Regions from separate parts of the Mus musculus genome. Here region 2 is linked to region 1. The links are chromatin contacts, called in public HiChIP or PLAC-seq maps. All regions are on one chromosome and are shown on one strand. Each heading gives the region's core, a stretch centred on a gene start, on an enhancer-like site or on the middle of the called end of the contact. The rest is flanking DNA. Distances are from core to core; before and after follow the strand shown. Region 1 overlaps Skap1 (src family associated phosphoprotein 1). Region 2 holds the start of Cbx1 (chromobox 1).

Evidence for each region. HiChIP or PLAC-seq counts read pairs in DNA pulled down with a chosen protein or histone mark.
Region 2: an H3K27ac HiChIP or PLAC-seq map of embryonic stem cells shows a contact between it and region 1, with 8 read pairs. The contact joins the promoter of Cbx1 here to the enhancer-like site in region 1. A contact is called at or near these places in 1 of 39 promoter capture datasets (macrophages), 1 of 15 datasets of contacts at CTCF or cohesin (the NIH/3T3 cell line), 2 of 484 Hi-C or Micro-C datasets (both in embryonic stem cells), 2 of 115 datasets of contacts at active chromatin or transcription factors (both in embryonic stem cells) and 3 of 9 other capture datasets (adipose tissue, liver and pancreatic islet).

Annotation. Positions count from the first base shown.
Region 1 is chr11:96,711,909-96,715,325 of GRCm38.p6, reverse strand. Skap1 (src family associated phosphoprotein 1) reads right to left here. Exons shown (of 12, transcript NM_001177899.1): 9 at 2,124-2,309. Among named protein-coding and RNA genes, the nearest start is that of Snx11, 64 kb to the left of the region's middle. Within about 2 kb of position 1,880, at least 21 of the 459 cell types and tissues checked have an H3K27ac peak or open chromatin away from gene starts, as enhancers often do. A contact at or near this core is called in embryonic stem cells, where this site is marked.
Region 2 is chr11:96,787,423-96,790,692 of GRCm38.p6, reverse strand. Cbx1 (chromobox 1) reads right to left here and starts at 1,558. Exons shown (of 5, transcript NM_001362560.1): 1 at 1,340-1,558.

The sequences.
Region 1 (3,417 bases), core at 631-3,130:
TTTTTTTTTTTTTTTTTTTTCCTTTTTTTTTTTTTAAGATTTATTTATTTATTATATGTAAATACACTGTAGCTGTCTTCAGACACTCCAGAAGAGGGCACCAGATCTCGTTACGGATGGTTGTGAGCCACCATGTGGTTGCTGGGATTTGAACTCCGGACCTTCGGAAGAACAGTCGGGTGCTCTTACCCACTGAGCCATCTCACCAGCCCCCGGCTCCACTCTTGTATATAAGCAGTGGGAGGTTTGGAGGCATTTTAGGGACCTCAGCTTGTTTGTCAGCAGTGTTTAGGAGGCAGGATGAACTTGGTCACTCAGAAGCTGGTGGTACAGTCCTTCCTTCTGACCCAGAGTAAGGAATCCCATCCTGTTTCCTGCGGTCTCTCTCCTTCACTCCCCCCCCCCCCCCCAGCATCAGTTTCATCCTCCCTGGCTTCTTTGGGCATCACATAGCTTTTCTCTGCAGCCCAGAAGGCAGAGTGGCTTGGAGATCGTTGGAACCTCAGGTGAAGCCTCATCCGGCTCTTTCCCCGAACCTGGGCTGGCGTGAGCTCTCTAGGAAGATCCTGGCCAAGCTGGGGAGAGCATCTCCTTTTAGGGAGTGTGGTGAATTAGATCGCTTTCTGCACCCTGCTGTTGCAATGGCACAGGCTGTGGAGGAAGATTCTCGGAGGAGCTCTGTTTTAATGTAGCAATTTGATTCAATTTTCCACTCTATAAAATTACCCATCACCGCTCGTTGCTTCCTAACAGACACCTTCACTCTTAATTTAACAATCCTATCGAATTCTGCCAGGGAAATTGGAAAAATTTATCACCTGTGAAATTTTATTTTCCTTTGGTTGTATCTGTTTTTGTAAAACTTCATTAACGACGATGACTTGCTGAGGAAATTATCATTTTTTTTTTAACTTCAGACACAAGAAATGGCTCGACCTCAACCAAGATATCATTTGCATAATAAAACACAACAACAACAACAACAACAACAACCACCACCACCGCCGCCGCCGCCAGGGGAAGTGGAGTCTGGCAGAGGCTGGAGGACTGAGGAGGATTGAACACTTCTTGGTGGGGCTTTGAGGACACACAGACTTGCAACTTGACTCAGAGAGCAATGACGTCGCTTGTCTCTCAGGCAAGAGACAAATAGGGAATACCTACTTAAGAAGGCTGGGTCCTCCTCTTAGGAAGCCTTGAGATGCAATTATTTACTGATAATGCTTTTAGCAAGGGGCCCTGTCTTCTGGGGCCTAAGTGTTGGGTTCACCTTAGTTTCCAGGTTCATCTGGGATGCAGGCTTAAATTGCTATAAATTTTGGCTTAATTTGAATTTCTTAGCAGAGTACTAAACTCCTGGCAAATTTCCACAGGAGCGCTTCCTGAATGGACTTGAAGATTCAGCTTTCCCATTGTCTAAATACCTCACAATTAAAAGGCTCAGGCTCCGGCTTTCCAGTCTGACCCCCACTGTGTTCTGTACTGTTCACCAGCTGCTGGATTCCCACCAGAAGTGGCTCTGCGGGAACAGTGATGACTGTGCGTTTTCTGAGATGCTAGTGAGCCTGCCTTGTGAAGGGGAGGGCTCCAGAGTCAACCGGCCCCAGCACGGGGAGAGGCGAGGCAGGGTAGGCTTACTCTGAGGAGATGAGATTTGACTCTGGGCGATGATGAGGTGTGTTCTATCAGAGTTTTACTGTATCAAGACCATTGTTGGCATCTGCACAATCCAGACTTTGGAAATCCTCCGTACCTTTGAGACAATGCTTTATCCTTCTCCAGATTCTACAGAAAGTAAGCCAGGGCTAGAGAGTTATGAGAACGCACCCCCAAACTCACAGCTAGCCAATGAGAAACAGAGGGAGTGGTCTCTAGCCTTTAACCTTCATGGCTCAAGAACAAGTGACGTCACGTCACGTGGTACCGCTGAAAGAGGATTTCATCTTGTTCCCAGAACAAGGCAGAGTCACCGGGCTTTTTACACCATCTCCTTCAGACAGTGAACCTTGAATAGGGATAACTTTGGGGGCTGTTTCGTTCTTTCGCATGTCAAGAGTTTTTTGTTTTTGTTGTTGTTTTTCTGAGCAGCAGGAGGTGGGTAGTTAGCCGGTGATGTATCTTACCTGGTAGGACTTCATAAATGTCCTCCTCTTTCTCAGTAGGCTCAGGCAAGGCCATGGCTCTGCACTGGGAGCCAGACCTTGGGGAGTCAAAGCCATCGACGTCATTGTACATTTCTTCCTCTTCTTTCTCTTCTTCCTCCTCTTCCTCCTCCTCCTCTTCGAAGGGAATGGTTAAGGAGCTAAGATCTGCAGCGGGAGCAAAGATAAGAATGAATAAAGATAGAAAAAAAAAGAAGTATAGGAAAGGAGGAGGTGAGAGAGGAGGAGGGATGAGAATAAAACATGTCAGGAGAAAATGAAACACTAGGTTAAGGGCTGTTATTTCTAATGCGGGCCTCAGTGGCAGGAAATCTACAGAAAAGGCCAGCCCGTCACTGCATCAGGTTTAACCCACCAACATAAATCCTCCCTGGCAATAAAACGTGGTCAGGATGAAGCAGCCCAGAAAAGTATGGGTATGGGAACGGAAACGCAAGGTGAAAGGAAGAAAATAGGCCAGGCGAGGCATTGCCTGTGTCCTATGCTCTGCTCGCCAAGCAGAAAACCGGATCGGTGAGCGATGGCTCCAAGTTGGCCAGGGTGACAGAGCCCAGGCAATATGGCGGAGTCTGAGCTCTCAGACGTTCATTTCCCGGTGGTCTCACTGTGGAATTCAGACAAATTTGTTCGTGGAGAGGGAAGAAAAACAAATGAGGAAAAGCAGCAGAAGAAAAGAAATGGGGGCACGGGAAAACACAACCGTGGTGTGACCAGACGGAATGGCCAAACAGCACAGTTACCATGTCCTTTTGCGGCCTGGATGACCTCAAAGTGGGTCACTGAGGAGGGGGTGTTCAGCCATTACCGCACTGGTGAGCACCAGGGCGGGGAGAAAGATTGGTTTCAATTCTGATAGGGGGATGGGAAGCTTGTTCTCTGCCTTCAGTGTGCTCCCGGAACCCCCACCCCCACCCCCACCCCACCACCGAGGGGCCGCTGCAGGACCCAGCGAGCACACTGAGCATACTCTGGGGACAGGAAGGATGGAGAGACAGGAACGGTTCATTTCGAAGCACAATAAAACTGCTTGGCTTGATTAGGCTTTTAATAAAGATTTCCCAACAAATTTCATCTGAATTCCGGCGACTTCATAGGAGGAAAGGATCAAAGGCACATTTGCGGCTGAAACCATATGTTATTATTTTGTTTGTTTTAAAATAAAATGGAATGAATAATTTCTTCAATGTGAGATTCTGAAAGTACCACAGGGTACAGCTCAATAAAGCTGCTTTGAGTTTTATTGAGGTTTATACAC
Region 2 (3,270 bases), core at 309-2,808, 76 kb before region 1:
ACTGGAGAGGTTACCCTATGTTCTAGCATAACTCATTTTTCAAAAAACCTTTTTATGGTATTGGAACATAACTCAGTGGTAGATAACTTACATGTGTGCAAGGTCCTCAGTACCACACACCGAAATGAGTTCTATATTTCTATACTGCTTTTTAAATAAAAATATTCTCGCTGCCGGTGGGCATGCACCTGCTTTCGAGGGTCCCTGCCATTTCCCTAATTTGTAGCTCAGAGGGCAATTCTGTGAAGTCTGCTCGCTCTTTCCACCTTTACCTGGATCCTGAGAGGTAAACTGAGGCCCCCAGGCTTACGCACAAAGAACAGATCTCTTTCATTGGATGAGTCTTGCCTTACACGTGTTCTTCCACAGCCTCCCAACTCACACTGAAGACCCATTACAAGGCACAAAGTGGCCTTTTCACCCTTTCTTGACTCCCCTGGTGGCCAGGCAAGGCTTTAAACTCCTGATCGTCCTGTTTCCGCTCCCAAGGGCTACATGAATGCCATCAAGCCCAGCCCGAATTTATAAGGTACAGAGGATTGAATTCAGGCCTGTGCAGTGGGCTAGGCAAACATTCTACCAACTAAGTTACATCCCCAGGGACCCTTTATTTTCTTCCACATTTGACCAGTCACTCTAGACTTCTACCCTACCTATCCCAGCAACTCCACTTTTAGACAAGGTCAAGAAAATGCCTGACCCCCCACCCCCACCCCTAGACGGATTCAACAAATCTCTTCCCCGCTAGCACACCGTGAGCTGCCCAAATCCTCCTGTTCAAGTTTATTGGAAGTTACTTCTTCTTAACTCTGGCAAGAGAAACTTCTCTGATAGTGGCAACTGGACCCAATATCCTCAGGTTACTTTTTCTCTCTTTCCTCCAAGTGCTACGGGGGTTGCTTGCGATTGCCACCGTGTCCGCTTTCTCAGGTTACATTTCTAAACCTCGAGAGTACGAAGTCGTGGTCCCTGCCACGCACACCCAAAAGCACCTGTCCCCCTTATGGACGTCCCAAAGTTTTCTTTCTCCCGCCCAACTCTAGAGTCCCTCACTCGGGTCAAACGCTCTTGGTCCAGTTCTTGAAAAGCTAACCCTCCGCTGGCTCCGCTCATCGCGAACCACTCGGCTCCCGGGCTCTGGATTCGCTGCCCCGCCCTCTCCACACTCCCGCAACCCGCGAGCTCTGCGCGGGAAGCGGACCCGGCGGGCGCTGGGCCGGGGCGCGCCCCCCATTCCTCGGTCTCCGCTCTTCCGTTAGCGGCCCGCGCTGGTCCGCGGCCTCCCGCCGTTGCCGCGTCCCCTCCCCCCACACACCCCGCCTCCAGCCCGCCTCTTCACCTCGTAGCAGCGCCCGAGAGTCCGAGAGGAATCGGTGCCGCGCTACTCGCGCGTTGCGTCGGGCGGTCCGAGGGGAGTAGCGCGCCCAGAGGAGCAAAGAGCCGTGTGGCCACAAGTCGACCGTCCCGCTGAAGCGGCGTACCGCAGGCCCCGCTAACGGCCCTCCCCTCAGCCGAACAAAAGAGCCTCTCACTCTGCGCGGCCCGCCGCCTGCACTGCGCAGACGCGACGACCCGCCGCAGGGCACCTTGGGATTAAGAGTCGGCCAGAAACTACAGATCCCAAAGTACCGCGCGAATCCCGCGCCGCCCACCTCCACTTTCAAGGATTGTAGGGAGTTTTCGTAGTTTTGTTTTCTTTTTTGACTGGAAAGGCGAAGTCGACTGTTACTTAGAACATAACTCTACAGTCTAGGAAATTGATGGGTAGTGGTGGGGTTTGTTTGTTTAATAACAGGATACGCAGCCCAGGTGGCTTCGAACTCGTGGCCTTTCTTTTTGCTTCAAATGTCAAAGTGCTGGATTCCAGGCGCGTGCTGGTATTCCTTACTCAGTCTACAAAAGTAGGACACTGCAGGTTTGGAAACTAGCCCGTTGATGTTTGGTCCGTTTGCGTTTAAAAGAAAAATATTGTATTCGTCACCTGAGATTTATCAAATCACCTTCAATAATGTCCAGCAATCTTACCTATTATTGCCACCTGACTGGGGTTCCTACCTCTCAGTTTGAATCACTGCTCCATTCAGAAAGCAGTAGATTAACCGTCTAGGTAGACACCATCGACACTTTCTGAATTTGCTTTTTTTCTTTCCCCTTCCTTCCCTCTCTATTCTTGTTTTATTTTTGGTTGTTGGTTCTGTTGAGTGGACAGGGTCTCAAGGAAGTCTGATCTACCTGTTTTCACTTCCCAAATGCCGAGTATTACAAACACAGACCACCACATTCAAAGTTTTCCCTTTATTGCCCTTGCCGGTGGGTGACTTTCATGGGGATTTCTCCATCTCTGTGAACATCCTTTATCAAGTTAGTCTAAAGAAACGGAATTAAGCAAAAACCACGGCTGGGCTGTCATTCTTTAACACGGGTGCTACTCTGATTCAGGTAGGTTGCTGCTAATTGTTGAACTAGGAACTCCAGTAAGGACAGACGCTTCATATGACTCATTGTGTCCACGACACTCAGGATCCTTGGTGTTTGTTTCTAGCAAGGACAAGGTCATTTTGGTTGTTTGTTTGTTTGGTTGGTTGGTTGGTTTGTTTTTGTTTGTTTTTTTGAGACAGGGTTTCTCTCAAAACTCAGTTTGTAGACCAGGCTGGCCTCAAACTCAGAAATCGGCCTGCCTCTGCCTCGAGTGCTGGGATTAAAGTTGTGCGCCACCACGCCCGGCCACAAGGTCACGTTTTGACTCTCAGTATTTATTGGTAAAAATTCCTTGAATATGTGATTAAGTGAATAACTGAGATGTCCAACTGATAATAGAACTGATCAAACTTTCCAAGGCCAGATTCAAGCCTCTTAATCCTAGTACCCGGGATTGAGACAGGAGGATTGCTGGGAGTTTAAGAGCACTTTAGCACTTAGGAGGCAGAGGCAGGAGAATTTCTGAGTTCAAGACCAGCCTGTTCTACAGAGTGAGTTCCAGGAGAGCCAGGGCTACACAGAGAAACCCTGTCTCAAACAAACAAACAAACACAACAGCAAACCCAAAAAAAAAAAAAAAAAAAAAAGCGCAGTTTAGACTATGTAGCCTAGGTTACAGAGTGAGAGCTTGTCTTAAAAAAAAAAACAAACAAACAAACCAAAAATCAAAAAAACCCCGAAACAGTGACAACTTTTCTGTTCAAAAAACTAAGACAAAAGAAAAAGAGGGTTAGTTTCACAATGTTATATAAAAATTAGTCAAAAGAGACCGATTCTTCCTGAAAAAATACT